Regions from separate parts of the Mus musculus genome. Here all the other regions are linked to region 2. Evidence: chromatin contacts called from public Hi-C and promoter capture Hi-C data. All regions are on one chromosome and are shown on one strand. The core of a region is the stretch at or near the end of the contact, and the rest is flanking DNA. Distances in the headings are between cores, read along the strand shown.

Evidence for each region. Promoter capture Hi-C pulls out the DNA fragments that hold promoters and counts their contacts. A called contact is a pair of places that touch in the nucleus more often than the background predicts.
Region 1: a Hi-C map of embryonic stem cells shows a contact between it and region 2, with 15 times the contacts expected there. The contact joins the promoter of Egr3 here to the promoter of Ebf2 in region 2. A contact is called at or near these places in 5 of 39 promoter capture datasets (cranial neural crest, embryonic stem cells and stem cell-derived epiblast-like cells), 21 of 484 Hi-C or Micro-C datasets (differentiating embryonic stem cells, embryonic stem cells, epiblasts and 2 more), 4 of 115 datasets of contacts at active chromatin or transcription factors (all in embryonic stem cells) and 1 of 9 other capture datasets (embryonic stem cells).
Region 3: a promoter capture Hi-C map of stem cell-derived epiblast-like cells shows a contact between it and region 2, with 3 times the contacts expected there. The contact joins the promoter of Ccar2 here to the promoter of Ebf2 in region 2. A contact is called at or near these places in 2 of 39 promoter capture datasets (embryonic stem cells and stem cell-derived epiblast-like cells).

The regions. Positions count from the first base shown.
Region 1 is chr14:70,076,041-70,078,945 of GRCm38.p6, reverse strand. It overlaps Egr3 (early growth response 3), which reads right to left and starts at 1,629. Exons shown (of 2, transcript NM_018781.4): 1 at 1,348-1,629; 2 at 1-50. The coding sequence starts at 1,501.
Region 2 is chr14:67,233,372-67,236,287 of GRCm38.p6, reverse strand. Ebf2 (early B cell factor 2) reads right to left here and starts at 1,644. Exons shown (of 16, transcript NM_001360202.1): 1 at 1,023-1,644. The coding sequence starts at 1,153.
Region 3 is chr14:70,152,068-70,155,058 of GRCm38.p6, reverse strand. It overlaps Ccar2 (cell cycle activator and apoptosis regulator 2), which reads left to right and starts at 1,268. Exons shown (of 21, transcript NM_146055.3): 1 at 1,268-1,432; 2 at 2,302-2,395; 3 at 2,595-2,686. The coding sequence starts at 2,338. 9930012K11Rik (RIKEN cDNA 9930012K11 gene) reads left to right here. Exons shown (of 7, transcript NM_001112735.1): 7 at 1-654.

The DNA.
Region 1 (2,905 bases), core at 380-2,879, 2.8 Mb before region 2:
GAGTTCCGGATTGGGCTTCTCGTTGGTCAGACCGATGTCCATCACATTCTCTGCGGAGAGCGGGGGAGAGAGGGGAGGGGTGAGTGAAGCCGAGCCGGCTCCCGGCCGCGGCGCCCAGGTCCTTGCCCAGGAGTAGAGGGTGCGGCCGGCTGGAGTGCGCAGCGCGTGGGGTAAGAGGAACGCCGAGCCCGGCGCAAAGCGGGCGGTGCCGCGCTCCCCGGCGCAACCTGGATACAGCAAAATACTACGGATCGGGGTGTGGAGTGGCTCCGGCACACACACCGCACACGCCGCGCACACACTCACGTACCACACACAGACACGCACGCGCGCAAGAGAGCATTGTTGTTCTTCCCGAGGTGGGGCGGACAGGTAGCTGCAGCTACAGGTAGTTTCAGACCCGGAGCGCGCCCGGCTCTCGCTCTCCAGCACACACAACTCGGCCTCTTCCCCCGGCCCTGTCTACTCCAAGACGCCGCGCCTTCATGCCCCAAGCGAGGTCCCCCTACGCGCGCTGAGCCCGGGTGGCCGACCCAAAGAGCTTCGACGCTTTTGTCCTCGGAGCGCAGAAGGGTGCCGCCCGTAAAGGGAGCCTCTCCCGGCCCCAGTCTCCTCCCGGCCTGAAGGAGCTTTCTGCTCGGGCTGGAGGGGAAAAGCCTAAACCCAGCTAAGGAGAGTGGAGAGCGGCGGAAAACCAGCCCATGTCTCCACGGCGGGAGCGGCCGCCGTTCCCAAGCTCCCGGGTCCCAGGATCGCCCCCGGTGGCAAACCCTTTCCCCCGCCCCGTGGGTGAGCCCCCTCCCTCTCCCCACCGTCCCCACACCCCCAATGGCTTTGCTGAACGCCCCGGAAAGGCAGCGTCGCAGTACCTCTCCCACCGTGGGGACTCCACGCCGCACATGGCTCCATCCCGGGTGGGAGGCTGAGGGAGTAAGGAGGGGGGAGAGCGCGGGTGAAAAAGACGCTGGGCTCCTCCCGAGAAAGGGGGCTACAGCACCACGCCTTGCACGCAGCCCAGCGATCGGGCCCCCTGCGTGGGGAGGGAGAACCCCAGAGCTGCTCGCACCTACCTCCCTCCAGTCGGCGGCTGCCCCCACCCGGGAGAACCGAAGCCTCAACCGTGGCGTCTCCAACCAAGCCTTCCCGATCTCGGAGGGCGGGAGGAGTGGGTGGGAAAAGCAACTCGCCCCCCAGAAAATTCCCAGCGCGCCCCCCATCTTTCCATCCGTCTCTCCATCCATCCATTTCTGCATCCATCGATATGTGCATCCATCGCTAGCTCGCTCCCTCCTCCTCGTCCTCCCCCTTTCCTTCCTCGCTGCCTCGCCGCCTCACCGCCACCCTTACCTGTAGCCATCTGATTGTAATGGGCTACCGAGTCGCTGCTGCCGGAGAAGAGGTTGAGCGCGCTGGGGATCTCCTCGGGGTACAGATTGTCAGGCAATTGATTTAGCAAACTGCTCATGGTCACCGGCAGCTTCTCGGCGAGTTTGCCGGTCATAGCACTCCCGAGCTACCGCCGCCACCGCCGCCGCCGCCACCGCCGCCGCCGCCTGTTCCTAACGCAGCTTCCAGGCGAGCGGCATCCGAGAGGCGATCCGTGGTGCAGGGGAAAAGCATGCGAGAGGGAAAGTTCGGAGGGAGGGGGGAGTGAAAAGGGGAAGGGGTGGGTCAGGGGAGGGGATCTATTCTTTTTTGGAGGGGTGGATGGGAGAGGGGCAAAGAGGGTAATCCTCTCGGGTGCCTCGGCTGGTGCGGTGCGACGCTGGGTCGTGGGGGTGGGGTGGGGCGTGTGCGAGGAGTGGGATGGGGGCTGGGCTGGGGGGGTGATCTAGGCTCCAGGGGGTCAGACGCGGCTTCAGTATTGATCTCACAGACACGAGCCCGCCGACCCCCCCCGCCCCCCGATCTGCCACAGCCGCCGCCGCCGCTGCCGCCGCCACCTCCTCTGCTGCTGCTGCCGCCGCCGCTGCTATCACCACCAACCAGCCCCGCCGCTTCCTAGCTAGCTCACTGCTGCCCAAAAGCTCCCAGCCAGGGAACTCCACCAGTCTATTTATCTGAGCCCCGGGAAAGCTCCGTGACGTAGCTGCCCATATATGGACAGACAAAGCCCAGCCGAAGGGGCGCGACGTCACAATGGAAGCTCCTCACAATGGAACATTAGAAAGCAGGAAGCGGGCCGCAGCCAACGTGCAGCGCCCGCACCGCTCTCCGTTCTTTAAAAAAAAAAAAAAAAAAAAAAAAAAAGTCAATTAGATTAGAAAGAAGGAAAGCGAGAAGAGAAAAAAGAAAGAGGGACGAAGCCGAATGCAAAGCGCGCGATGCGCAGTGCACAGTTGAAAAACCCTGTAACTAAACATGTAGGTTTTTATTTGAGGACAGCATTAGAGACAGAATTTAGTCGTTGGAGGAGTGGAGTTGTTTGCAATTGGTCTCCAGCACTCCCAGCATTTAGAAAGAGTTCAGTACACCAGGACACAGGTTCCTTAGCAGTCTAGGAATGGGAGAGGTGACCGCTTCAAGCCAGGCTCCCCCACACAACTTCTGTCTTTCCTTCTTATCCTTGACTGGATTCAGATGGAGAGATGAAGTATTTTCCTTTGGGGAAGGGGTTCTAATGTCCTAAGGCTTCTTATTCTTGGACACTTAGAACTTTCGTGCGGACATCATTCTGATTCACCGCCCGCAGCCCCGGCCCCTCCCTTGGGGTTCCTGACCCCGCGCTGACTCTCAGTTGAGCGCAGTGGCCCGGGAATGTGTAGCGGATTAGCTAGTTGCGCAGTGGGCAAGAACTTTTAGGGGCGAGGGTATGAGGGTTTTGTTGTTGTTGTTGTTGTTGTGGAGATTAGGAAAGAGTGAAGTTTAGGGGATAGAAAACACGTGCACCAAATAATTCCCAGAT
Region 2 (2,916 bases), core at 395-2,894:
CCTTTGCTGCCACTCCTTGAAGGGTGGCAGCCAGTTCGCTCTACCCGGGACACCTGGAGATGTGGCCTATCTGCAAAAGGGGTCATTTCTCAACGTGAAGTCCGGAGATTTAAGGAGGTTGGCGCAGAACGCAGAGCGCAGAGGAAGAGTCGAGAGTCCTGGAAGAAATTTGTGGGTGTCTGGAGAGGGTAAAGGAGCTGGCTCTTGTAGTCTGGACACGAGGGCCATGAATCTCAGTTCAGTAGCGACAGTGAGAAGCGGGACTGGAATGTCTTCGTGGGATGGAACCCTAGACAAATTTTAACCATCCGTAAACGCGAAGATTTGGAAACAAAATCAACTTGAGGAACCCGCAAAACTGGAGGGTGCTCTTCTCTGCGGCTCCATTTTCTCCTCTTCCCCGACTACTCCTGTGCTTCGGTCCATCCTCGGCCTCTTCGGTTTGTCTGTCCCACTCTCCCTCACCCAGGACTCGCTTGCATGTCCCCTTTCCTAGAGCTCCCGGCCGCCTTGCTTTCCTTGCAGCCCCTCAGGCCTCTCCGGATCCTCTCGCCGCCGCCACCATCTGGCCGCTGGGCTCCCCGAGTCTCCAAGCCATCCTGAATGATGCTGGAGGAGAGGCGCTCGCAGGAAGCGTGGGGGAACCTAGGAGTGACCGGAAAGCCGGCTCTGCCGCTGCGCCGGCTGCCAGCTCGGATCTTCACGCGCCACTCCGCTAGAGTCCAAGAGTAAACGCCACGATGTGAGCTTGAACGCTACTTTTAATAAATTTTTTTTGTCCTCAAAGAACGGACTGTGGGGAGAAACACCCGTGACCTCGGTAGTTCAGAAACTACAGTGTCGACTGCGGGAAAAGGGTTCCCCTAGTCGCAGCGACCTGCCCGCCCAGGGAGAGCCCCAGTGCGCACAGCCAGGGAGGAGAGACAAGGACAGAGAGAAAGAGAGGGAGCAAAGGGAAGAGATATTCGGGGAGACAGACACAACCAGAGACTTTCAGAGCACAACGGCTCCAGTCTCATTACCTCTGAGCCGCGACATTGGCGTCCACCACGCCGACATTCCGGACCCAGGACCTGACCGAATCCATCTCGGCACCCAGCGACTTGTCTTTCAGAGCTGGTCCTCTTCCTAGCGTATCTTGAATCCCAAACATTTAAAAAGTCTGGTCCTCTACTGTCGCCTTAAAAGTGACTTTACAACAACACCGTCCTCACTCTCCAATGCTGCCAGCAAATGGTGTTCTCCAAAAGCAATCCGAGAAAGGCGGCAAGGGCCGAAGTTTGGGGGCCCTCTTGGAAAGAAATAGCCAGCCCGTTCCTCCACGCACAATGCAAAGTTTGCGTTTTTTATCCTCGGTGGCTTCAGATCTGCCGCCTCGGGGCTTCCACTCTAGGTCGCCCGCATCCTTCCAGCTGCAGAACGTTCTCCAGAAAGTGGCCACAATTTGGAAGCATCACCTGTTCTGGGAAAAACAGGAGGAGATAGATAGCTGCCTGATCTCTCCCCTTCCTCCTTGTTCCCCCCTCCCTGCTCCTCCCCACCGTTCCGATATAGGAAAAAAAAAAAAAATCCCCAACAGGATCAGTTGTAAGAGGAAGGGGAAGACCCGGAGCGGGGAGGAGGCGGTGGCTGAGAGCGCCGCAGAGCCGGGCTGCTGCAGCGCGCGGGCCCCATGAATGGTTACTACAACCCAGGCCGCGGGAGGCGGAGCCGAGGCCCGATAAGGAGCCTCATTTGCATGGACGCCCGGGATTGGCCGGCTCTGGGCAAGCTGGGCGGACGTCCTCCCGCGGCGTTAGCCAAGCTTTGCTTTGCCCGAAGTCCGGGAGGTGAAAGGCTACAGCAAGCCACAAGCACCGAGTCCCGACCAGAGTCCCGAGTGTTTGGCCTGAGTGGGAAAGGGGGTCCCCAAATCCTGCACCAAAACAGAGTAGCAGGACTCTGAGAGTTAGGATCATGATGGTTCTTTCCGATCGCGGGAGCAGGAAGCCAGCGCGGATTTGCCTCTAGATGCAGGTTTTTTGTCGCCTGCGGGAGACCCTACAGATTCATTCCCGGGGTTTGGACCTGTGACCACCTGTATTTATGCTTTTCGCAAACACTACCCTCAGGGCATCCGTCTTTCTGAACCGGTCTACCAAGTCTCAGAGAGTTCCAGGGAAGCAATCATTTCGTGCGAAGGCCACAAGTGTTAGAAGGAGAGGCGAGATGAAGGAAGGAGAGAGCGGAGTGTGGACGAATGAGGCTCAAGTGCAGTTTAAATAAATATACTGTGAAGGGAAATGGTGAAGGAGTTAAGGAAAACAGCCCCGGGAGGGCGGGAGTACGCACCTTTGCAGATAGGAGAGGTTGCTGACAGCTTGGCTGGCTGAGAACTGCGGGATGAAGTTTCGAATCCTCCCCCCTTTTAAAATCTCCCTCCCCAATCCCTGAAGGCCGGGGAACCCTGCGTTAGAGACACGAGGCGTCTGTGAAGAAGTCCTGGAAACTTTGTCCGCCGAGCGCTGTGGTCGCGAAGGTTGGTGGTCGGGAAGCCGAGGCTCCACAAAATAGCTGAAACCCTAGACGGCTGGAGGTGCCTATTAAAAAAAAATCCTCCTGGCTGGGTGTTATTTTCTTGCTTCTCTTTTTGTATTCTGATCTGCGCGTAGATCTGCTGTTGAAATCTAGAACGCCAGCGCGAAAACAGATTTGAAGACAATGAATGCAAATCTGTGCTCAAAGACCATCTGCCGTGGAGCAGACAATCAGCTGCGCCGCGGTTCGAGCGACTGCACCCGAGCCTCTCAGCATCATTACAGTCGGGAGTCTTTCCTCCCGGCTCAGGGCTCAGGTTTGAGTGTCAATTGACTCCTGACCGGACCCCCTAGCTGTAGGTGAGCGCTCACAGACGAGCTGCGAGAGTTCGCCGCTAGA
Region 3 (2,991 bases), core at 19-2,518, 2.9 Mb before region 2:
AAGGCCAAATCCATCTCTAAGCATCGAAGCAAGGAGCCCTGGATCCCCAAGAGGTTCCTGAGTGCAGTTCCAGCACTCTTCCAGGGCTCTTCCTCCTCATCAGAAATCTCTGGGCTTAGGCAATGTGAATTGACTTATTTATCAGGTGCTCATAGAGCATGTTTAGTATGGGAGTGTGTCAGCATGTTGCAGATGTAAGTTTATGCAATCTTTGTTGGACTTCCGTCTGCCCCATCTGATGGAATCATTCGTCCAAAGGGTTGGTGTTTGGGGTGTCACTGGAAGGATGGCACCGATCTTCATTCCACAATGAACAGTTACTAATGTGGACTTCTAATGTCTTCCTCATACCTGAGACGGCAGCCCTAGGACCAAGAACAACATTGCCTTGGGTACCTTTGTAGTGAGTCACGGCTCTGGAGTACAGCCCCTGAAGGCTGAATGAGGGATGGGGGGAAGGTCAAGAACATTGAGAGGAACAACACATAACTTGCAAGGTCAACTCTAAGATGCTGTGTTCTATCCTGGAGTTTAACCATAGCGAAGTCTCTTAATTTCTGAGCCACAGCTTCCTACTTGGGACCATGATACCCACCTTACCTACCTCATAAGCTTGTTAGGAGGATGAAGTAACATTAAACATTCTCAATGTGTGCTGTGACTGTTAAATGACCTGGGAAGGGTGTGATGCTGGAGGCAAACAGGAGTGGGGAGATGGGAGGCCAGAAGTTAAAGGAAGGTGTGTGTGTGTTCACTGTTAATAGTTGTGAAAATAGCCACATTTCTGGCAAGATTTTGGATAGAGCCACTTCATTAAGATCGTGTACGTTTCATATTTGAGAGTCTGGGTATAGATTTCGGATATGCTTACCCCTTGCTGATGGTGCAGTCAAGAAAAGGACAGGAATAGGGATGGGGGTGGGGTGGGGTGGTCATTGGCTTTAGTCAGAAGACTATCCCCTGGAAATGGACCCCCAGTAGGCACGCTCCTCCTCTAGCCAATGGAGGCCCTGCTTCTTTTGTTGCTGTAGTCTTGGGGGTTAGTAGAGCACAGCAGGGTGTGTAAGTGGTAGTCCCCTTCCTTGTGTTTGTGGGAGTGGGTCCAGTTCCAGTCATTTTGAGACCTGGAACCAATGGTTCGAGCTTACTTTTCTGATGGGACACTTGAGAGAGGACACCACCGAGCTCGGCTTCCGAAGGCATTATCGGATCTGGGAAGGCGCACTTCCGTTCCACAGTTGGAGCGGGATGGCAGGCTGGTGTGGGGGAAGGGAGAGGTCGATGGAGAAGAGGGAGGTACCATATCCGGGAGAGTGGCAGCTTCCGACCAGTGGTCTCTCTTCCGGAGAGGCGTTTCCGGTGGTGGTGGCAGCGGCGGCTGCGGTGGTTCCGGGTGTCTTTGTCCCCCTGGTGTCGTGGCCCTGGCCCGCAGGTGGGTTGGGGGCCTCCTGCTGCGCCCCCGCCTCTCCGTCTCTCTCGGGTGGCGAGGCTGCGGGGTCCGAACGGCGAAGATGCGCCAGTCGCGGAAAGAGCCGAGCCCCTCTGGACTGCAAGCTCCGTCGCCCTGGCAACGGCCTCGGCCCTGGGGGCGGGCGGGAGGAGGAGAAACCTCGCGCCGTGAACCTCCCACGGTGGCTTCTCGGTGGCCCGGCCCGGAAAGCTCTGCGCAGGCGGCTGCGGAGGCCGGAGCCTAGGGTCGGGACCTAGGAGGAGGGAGCGGCGTGCAGGCCGCTTGGCGAGGGCCGGCTGGACAGCTCCCTTCCCACCAGCGGGTCCTAAAGACGCCTGGCGGGCTTCCGGGGAGAGGGCCCGCATCACCAACCCGCTACTCGCACCTTTTATTTTTATTTTTTGCCCCGGCCCTGCGTGGAGTGTTCTGGCGGATGTTTTTGAATGAATGAATGTCACCGGAGCTCTTCCAGCCCCTCACTCCTCCAGCTTCTCTAAGGGGTGCCAGTGACATAGTGAAAGGAGTGCTAAGTTGTTGGGAGACCTGGGTGTGAGTCCCACTCTGTCACTACCTGGTTTTGTGGCCTTGGGCAAGTCTCCGGATCTCAAAGCTCCAGTTTCCTTGTCTGTAAACCAGCATGTCACTAGCACCCACCACTAGGTTATTGTGAGAACAAACTGGAGTAACGTTACTACCAATTTCATCTCCTCTACATCCTCTCCATTCTTCCATTTTAGGACCCACCTCTTCACCTTAAAAGCTTTACTTAAGATTTTCTATCCCCCCTCCCCCTCCCCAATAGATGGAAGTTTTCCATTGGAGCTGCTAACTTCTTTCTGTTTTGATTGAAGGTTTCCCCCCAAGACCTTGAAAGGACAGTATTCCAAATGTCCCAGTTTAAGCGGCAGAGGATCAACCCACTTCCAGGGGGACGCAACTTCTCAGGTGCTTAACTCCTTACTGGTTACACTCAGAACATGCTCGAGACTCAGTTTCAAAAACTATGGCTCTTGGGTGTTTTTCTGAATGTCTGAGTAGCTGATTGGAGCCACCTAGACCTCTGGGTTTATAAGATCCTCTGGCTATCTTCTAGTGCTTCGGGTAGTAGGTGCAATTCCTGGAGATTGCTTCTCTGTCCCCATAGGCGCAGCTTCAACATCTCTTTTGGGCCCTCCCCCTGGTCTACTTACTCCTCCTGTGGCCACAGACCTGTCCCAAAATGCCAGGCACCTTCAGGTATGTTGGGTGCTCTTTCTAGCGAGTTTCCCTTTGGGGCGACCCTAGTATGTTTGGATGCCTGCTGTGTGTTGTTTCTTGTGTTACAATGGTTTTTTGTTTGGTTGGTTGGTTTGGTTTTGTCCTGGTAGTAGGCCAGTGTTGGGGAACGCAGACAACTCTTAGGTTGGGGAATCTTGAATACCTGGCTCCAGAGAGGTCTTGGTGCGGTTTGGATGAAGTCAAGTATTAGCGTCTGTCCTCTTCACAGATAGGCTGTGTGCCCACTGGTTTTCTTCCCATGTGAATTTTCCTGTAATACCACG